2 separate regions of the Zea mays genome follow, and region 2 is linked to region 1. The links are chromatin contacts, called in public Hi-C maps. All regions are on one chromosome and are shown on one strand. The core of a region is the stretch at or near the end of the contact, and the rest is flanking DNA. Distances in the headings are between cores, read along the strand shown.

What was found. Hi-C and Micro-C count contacts between places; a contact is called where the count stands out from the background.
Region 2: a Hi-C map of ear shows a contact between it and region 1, with 2.9 times the contacts expected there. The contact joins the promoter of LOC100274133 here to the promoter of LOC100283584 in region 1. A contact is called at or near these places in 2 of 25 Hi-C or Micro-C datasets (ear and leaf).

What each region holds. Positions count from the first base shown.
Region 1 is chr9:7,621,114-7,624,504 of Zm-B73-REFERENCE-NAM-5.0, reverse strand. LOC100283584 (polyadenylate-binding protein 2) reads left to right here and starts at 1,830. Exons shown (of 6, transcript NM_001156485.2): 1 at 1,830-2,040; 2 at 2,125-2,224. The coding sequence starts at 1,951.
Region 2 is chr9:7,983,636-7,986,791 of Zm-B73-REFERENCE-NAM-5.0, reverse strand. LOC100274133 (Glucan 13-beta-glucosidase) reads right to left here and starts at 1,646. Exons shown (of 10, transcript NM_001360544.1): 1 at 1,355-1,646; 2 at 748-854; 3 at 539-658. The coding sequence starts at 1,424.

The DNA.
Region 1 (3,391 bases), core at 581-3,080:
TGTCCGGTGCACACCGGACAGTCCGGTGCCACTTCTGACCGTTGGCTCCTGCCACGCGTCGCGCGCGGATTCCGCGGCCGACCGTTGGCCCGGCCGACTGTTGGCTCACCGGACAGTCCGGTGCACCACCGGACAGTCCGGTGATTTATAGCCGTACGCCGTTAATTACTTCCCGAGAGCAGCCAGTTGACAGTCGCTGGCCTGGCGCACCGGACACTGTCCGGTGCACCACCGGACAGTCCGGTGCACCCAGACTGAGCTGTCTTTGGCTGAACAAAGCCATCTCTTTTCCAACTTAATTTCTCCTGTTTACAACACTTAGACACAATACATTAGTCTCTAAAATAATGTACTAAGTCATAGAAACATACCTTTACCCTTGATTTGCACTTTGTCCATCACTTTGCATAAGTCCACTTGTGTTGGCACTTAATCACCAAAATACTTAGAAATGGCCCAAGAGCACATTTCCCTTTCACCTATAATTTCTCACCTTTGGCATTAAGCACTAAAACTGAGACGATGACCATTATTATTGTGCGGAGATATAGATAGCCAAATGGGTCGTGTCTGGCGGGCCGGCCCGAGGCACGACCCATTTAATAGTTCCTGGTCCAGCCCTGCACGAGCATCGTACCGTGCTTGGGCCGTAGCCTCGGTCCGTAGTGCTGGCCCGACACGACTTTATTTTTTTTATTTTACAAAAAAATTGTATATACATATGTATAATTTATATTTAATATAAAAACATTTGAACATGATGTTCTACTGGTTATATAGCTTCAGGCCTGCAGCAGGATAATTTGAAATAGTTGAAATTGGTGATTTAATATAATAGAGATAGAGATAGAGAAGAGAGAAGAGACATATGATACCAAAAACAATCAATTATGGATCGATTGTTGTGATGTGACACAGTAATTTATATTTTGTATATTATATAATTGGGATATTATATATGAAAAATAGAATACCCCGACTAAAAACAGTTGGAAAAACACTTATGATGTCCCGTCTAGTTTCACATTTACTAAAATTAACAAGAAGTATATAAATATAAATTCGGACAGATCAATGTAGAGATCCATTATCCCCTCCAAGCTTAACTCGGGCGCGAGTAAGACGTCTTTTTCCTTTTTTTTTTCTAATCCAGACATCTGTGCGTGGATTCCGAGGTTCCGAAATCCATAGCCGCAGGACGAACCACGTATAAGGAATGGGAGAGAAAGAATAATCTAAATAATATTAACTATTGAATTTGAGTGAGTATGAAAGAAAGATTATCCAGCAATCTGAACTATTGATTTTAAGGTTGTGTTATGACTGGGTGCAATTCATTTGGTAAATTGGGATAAAGTTATAGGTAACGAGGGTAATTTAATTAGACGTGTTTTACAAATTTGAAACCGGTGGGAAGAACGTGATGGGCCAAGAAAACCCAACTACATCACAGCGTCCAGCCCACCCTGGCCTGACACGCTCCCTCCGCGGCTATATGGCCTGTTTGGTTCAGCTTTTTTCTGACCAGCTTTTCTGAAAATCTAGCTGTGGAGAGAATCTGGCTGTGAGGAGAATCTAAGTATCATTACGATTACGTGTGGAGGAAGATAAAATTGTCCATGGGGCTTAGAATCTATAAAGTGGCGGATTACTACTATTGCGACGACTCAACCGATTATATGTTTATGTTGATTTTGAATGGTTTTTACCTAAACGAATTTTATAAAAGCTGGCTGAAAAGCTGAGTGTTTGGCAGTCCGCAACAGCTTTTGATGGCCAGAAGCTGTAAAAAGCCGAAACAAACAGGTGCATAGAAAGCCCTCGAGGCCCCAGTCCATTCCCTAATAATCGGCTATCCTGTCAGTTTCCCTCTCCCCTCCCGAAACCGGATTCCGTACCGAATCTGGTCTCGCCTTGGAGCCGAGGTTGCACGCGGTTCGTCCTGCGGCCATGGAGGACGAGGAGCACGAGGTGTACGGACAGGAGATCCCTGTTGACGGCGAGGACGTCGACATGTCCGCCGGCGACGACGCGACCAAGGTACCGCTCGACGCCCATTCACACCCGACGCCGCTTCCTCGTCGCCCAAACCCTAGCGGTGGTACTGACCCCTCCCATGCGCAGCTTCAGGAGCTCGATGAGATGAAGCGCCGGCTCAAGGAGATGGAGGAGGAAGCCGCCGCGCTCCGCGAGATGCAGGCTAAGGTCGCCAAGGATATGCAAGGTTCGGAACCCTTCCTCCCCCGTCTTCGCAGCTTTCGTCGTATTAGTGATTAGAGATCTGCATCTCAATTCTCAAGAAGTGTTGTTGCGCAAAACATTTGCGTTGGCTTGCAGCTGCTTAGATAGTTGAGACTTGAGAGTTAGCTGACTGTTGGGCAAATTATGGGTTATCTGTTCCTCTCCCCGTAGATTATCCATCCTGGTGGATAATATTGAATGGGTACAGATAACACGTGGATAATCACTGGCCACCTGGTTCTTGTGCCGCCCTTGAGCAAAGAGTCAAAGACGCCTACCGGCACCCTGGTTATCAGCAAGAGGGAGGAAGCCAACCCATCCATCTCCGAGATGGATGGCAACGGCGGTGCGGCAACATCTTCCTCGACGCAGCCAGTGGCGGATCTAGCAAAAGTATATAGGGGGTGCTGAATAAAACACTCTAAAAAAGGTTGCATCACTTGCAGAGATGTTCTTGAGTCTGTGAGGTGAAGACATGCCTAGCTACAATGAAACATAGAAATGGCATACAACTTTTACTAGCAGAAAGGGTAAACTCATCTTATGTTGATACAGGAAACAGGCAAGACATTTTACTGCCTATGCCTCTACCAGTTTCTAGGTTCAAGTATTCTCTAATAATCTAATCAGAAGCACTAGTTGTTTATTCTAAGATGACAGTAACCCCTGAAATCAAAGAGAGAGAGAAAAGAATGCAATATTGCAGGCAATGGATCGACAAGCAAACTTGAAATAAGAAGGCAGATCCATGAACTAAGCTGCCTGCTGGCAGCTGCTCGCTTAACCGAGCAGCTTCTTGACGACCAAGGAATATGGCATCCTTGTCACTGATCTTGGTGCCCTGGTGGCATAGTTCTTAAGGTGGTAAGGCGAGACAATGCGTTGGACCAGCAAAACAGGAACATGGAGGAGGAAGAAAACGAAACAAAAAGAAGGAAAAAAGAAGGGAGTAGGAGGCCCAGCCCACTAGCCAGCCCATATAATCCTTCGCCCGGTTGCCCTCGGTTGCCTCTCTCCTCCATGATTCAGCCACCGGTGGCCTTCTCCCCCACGATTCGCTGCTGCCGCTGATTGAGCTGCCGCCACCTCCTCTGATCCGACTGTCGCTGCCCCCGATTTGGCCGCCGCCTTGATTCGGTACCCCCTTCTC
Region 2 (3,156 bases), core at 397-2,896, 360 kb before region 1:
AACACAAAATGTACCAGCAGTCCTTCCCCTATGCAATTCAGTGTTCAATTAAACTTTCAGCGGTTTAAATTATCATTAGTTTCTTGTAATGTGATATATATCCTAATGTGAAACACCAGTGGCCATGGCCACTGATTTAATGATAATGATTAATAAGAACTAAAGAATAACAATTCATGATATCTGGTCAAACTAAGTCAGAAAAACAATATAGCAAAAGCTGAGAAATTTTACCCAGTGGCATAACTTGGAGTGCAATTAAGGGGTAGTCTATTACAACATACTTAAGGTCATAGCAAGAGAGGTATAGCTAGAATTTAGCCTGTACTTAAGCAGTTCTTGTAGGTTTACCCTAATGTAAAGTTTAACTAAAACAAACAGTAAGGCCAATACATTTCATACTTCTTTGAAATCAGACCAATACGTTTGAGATACTATCATTTGCCGTAATAACGCAGAGAATTAGCCCCTTGTAAAACAGAAAGCAGCAGACTAATATTTCTTTGAAATCAAACTAATACATTCCATGTACTCTCACCCAGAATGTCTCCCACGTTGAGGCCACATCACGGTCCACTGTCACATTTGAGCCACCACCATTGGCCGCACTAACATACTTGTTTAATACCACTGAGCGGATCTGCACCTGTGTCCCATCCTGCAAACACAACCCCATAGAGGATTAAAACCATGCAGGCATCAGTTTACCAAGAACACACAGTGAATAACTAAGATCAATCCACCTACGAGCATATCCCCATTTGGAATCCCGTCAAAAAGTGATGGCTTAATCCACCCTTCAATGACCAACCATCCTCCCAAGTTAACACCCCTCACTTTAGACAGTCCATCCACTGCAGAGAAAATAGCCACAGATGGTGTTATGCAAAACTTTTATTGAGAACACCATACAACCTAAGACTTGCAGCTTGATTACCATTTTTAACAAGAATCACTGAACTGTAAAATTTTCAGCAAATTTTACTAACTACTTTCTTCAATAGTACAAAGGTATATTTAACTCAGTTAGATAAACAATATCAACAATGTATACAGAAAATTGCATATTTCAGTTCAAATTTATTTTAAAATATACATAAGTGGAATCGCTAAAAGTATACCAAAAAACTGTATGTGAATACAGTGCAGTTCTTCAATCATCAATATCTTTTTGTCCTTGTCCATGCAGAATTCTAATACATTGGTATGTATATCATAATGGATTATTTGCATTTTGCACCAACATCTAGTGATTGGAGTTTACTATTTGCCTGAAATTAGCTCAACATAGAATCTTGCTCCCCGAAAGACATAAACTCATCAGGACTCTAAAGTGCACAAACAAGCATCTCACCTGAGAAGATGCAGGACAAGAAAAGCACCCAAGAAAACAGCACGAAGGCGGAGACAGCAAGACCACCCATGCCGATGCCCTACCAGCCCGCGGGACCAGAGTCTCAGCCACGGGAGGAAGAAGCTATTAAGGCCCCCGAGGCTTCGGATGCCTTCCTTGCCGTGGAGTTTATCCCAAGGCGCCCGCCGCAAGGCCGTACTGGCGAAGGCGGTCGCCATTGGCAATTAAGGAATGGAATTAACGCTTGCTGCTTGCCTCGTCGGGGGAGTGGTAGGAATCCACAAAAAAGAAAGGTTCTCGGCGACGGTGGCAGCCGACAGGAGAGACCGTCCGTGGAAGTAGATGCGCCCCGAGACAACGGCTTTGACTGTAACTACATCAGCAGTTTAAGATCCGTCTCTAGGTATGACAATTTTACCCGCGGGTTCGGATATCCATCGGATATCTGACATGTCGGGTACAGATTCGGACACAAAATTTGACCCATAGATCCTATTCGTACCCGACCTGATTTTATTACGGGTCGGGTATGGATTTGATTTCTTACCCGCGGGTACCCGATGGATATCCGAAAATAGTGATTTTAGATTTTCAACCTATCAGTACGCTAGCTCGCCGTCCATCCTCGACAGCTCATCCTACTGCCATCCCTCCCTGTCTGCTGATGCTTCTGATCTGGTTCTAGTACTAGTGTCAGTATGTTTGATAAAGTGCCAGTATGTAGTAACAGTGCTATCTAGTACAAGTACTTGAGCTTAGGGATGTGTCGGCGTTTCGAGACCGGGGGGTCCCTGGGCCGACGAGTGAAATGTCGCCGCGTGCCCCAGCCCAGATGGGTCGGCGCGAGGCCGAGCGCGAAGGGGGGGAAAGTGGCAGCCGGAGACGGGCGTGAGAGAGGTGGAAATCCCGCGGCCTTCGTGTTCGTCCCGCGCCCAGGTCGGGTGCGCTTGCAGTAGGAGGTTACAAGCGTCCGCGTGGGAAAGAGCGAGGGACTCTACGCGTCGCCCCGTCCTCCTGTGCGGCCAACCCTTTGTAAGAGGGCCCTGGTCCTTCCTTTTATAGGCGTAAGAAGACGATCCAAGTGTACAATGGGGGTGTAGCAGAGTGCTAACGTGTCTAGCGGAGGAGAGCTAGCGCCCTAAGTACATGCCATCGTGGCAGCCGGAGAGGTTTTGGCACCCGGTTCGTGTGGTGTCGTGGCCGTCGGAGGAGCGCTGGAGCCTGGCGGAAGGACAGCTGTCGGAGCCGTCGAGTCCTTGCTGACGTCCTCTTGCTTCCGTAAGGGGGCTGAGAGCCGCCGTCGTCACAGAGCGTGCGGGGCGCCATCATTGCCTATCTGGCGGAGCGAGCCAGATGGGACGTCGGTCTTGTCCCCCGTAGCCTGAGTCAGCTTGGGGTAGGGTAATGATGGCGCCTCCCGTTGACGTGGTCGGTCCGCGCCCTAGGTTGGGCGATGTGGAGGCTCCTCCGAGGCCAAGGTCGAGTCTGTCTTCCGTGGCCGAGGTCGAGTCTGAGCCCCTGGGTCGGGTGAGGCGGAGACCGTCGGCTGAGGCCAGGGCTGAGTCCGAGCCCTGGGGTCGGGCGAAGCGGAGTTCGTCGTCTTCCGGGGCTGAGCCCGAGTCCGAGCCCTGGGGTCGGGCGGATCGGAGTTCGTCGTCTTCAGGGGCTGAGCCCGAGTCCGAGCCCTGGGTCGGGCGGAGCGGAGTTCGCCGTCTTCCGGGGCTGAGCCCGAGTCCGAGCCCTGGGTCGGGCGGAGCGGAGTTTGCCGTCTTCCGGGGCTGAGCCCGAGTCCGAGCCCTAGG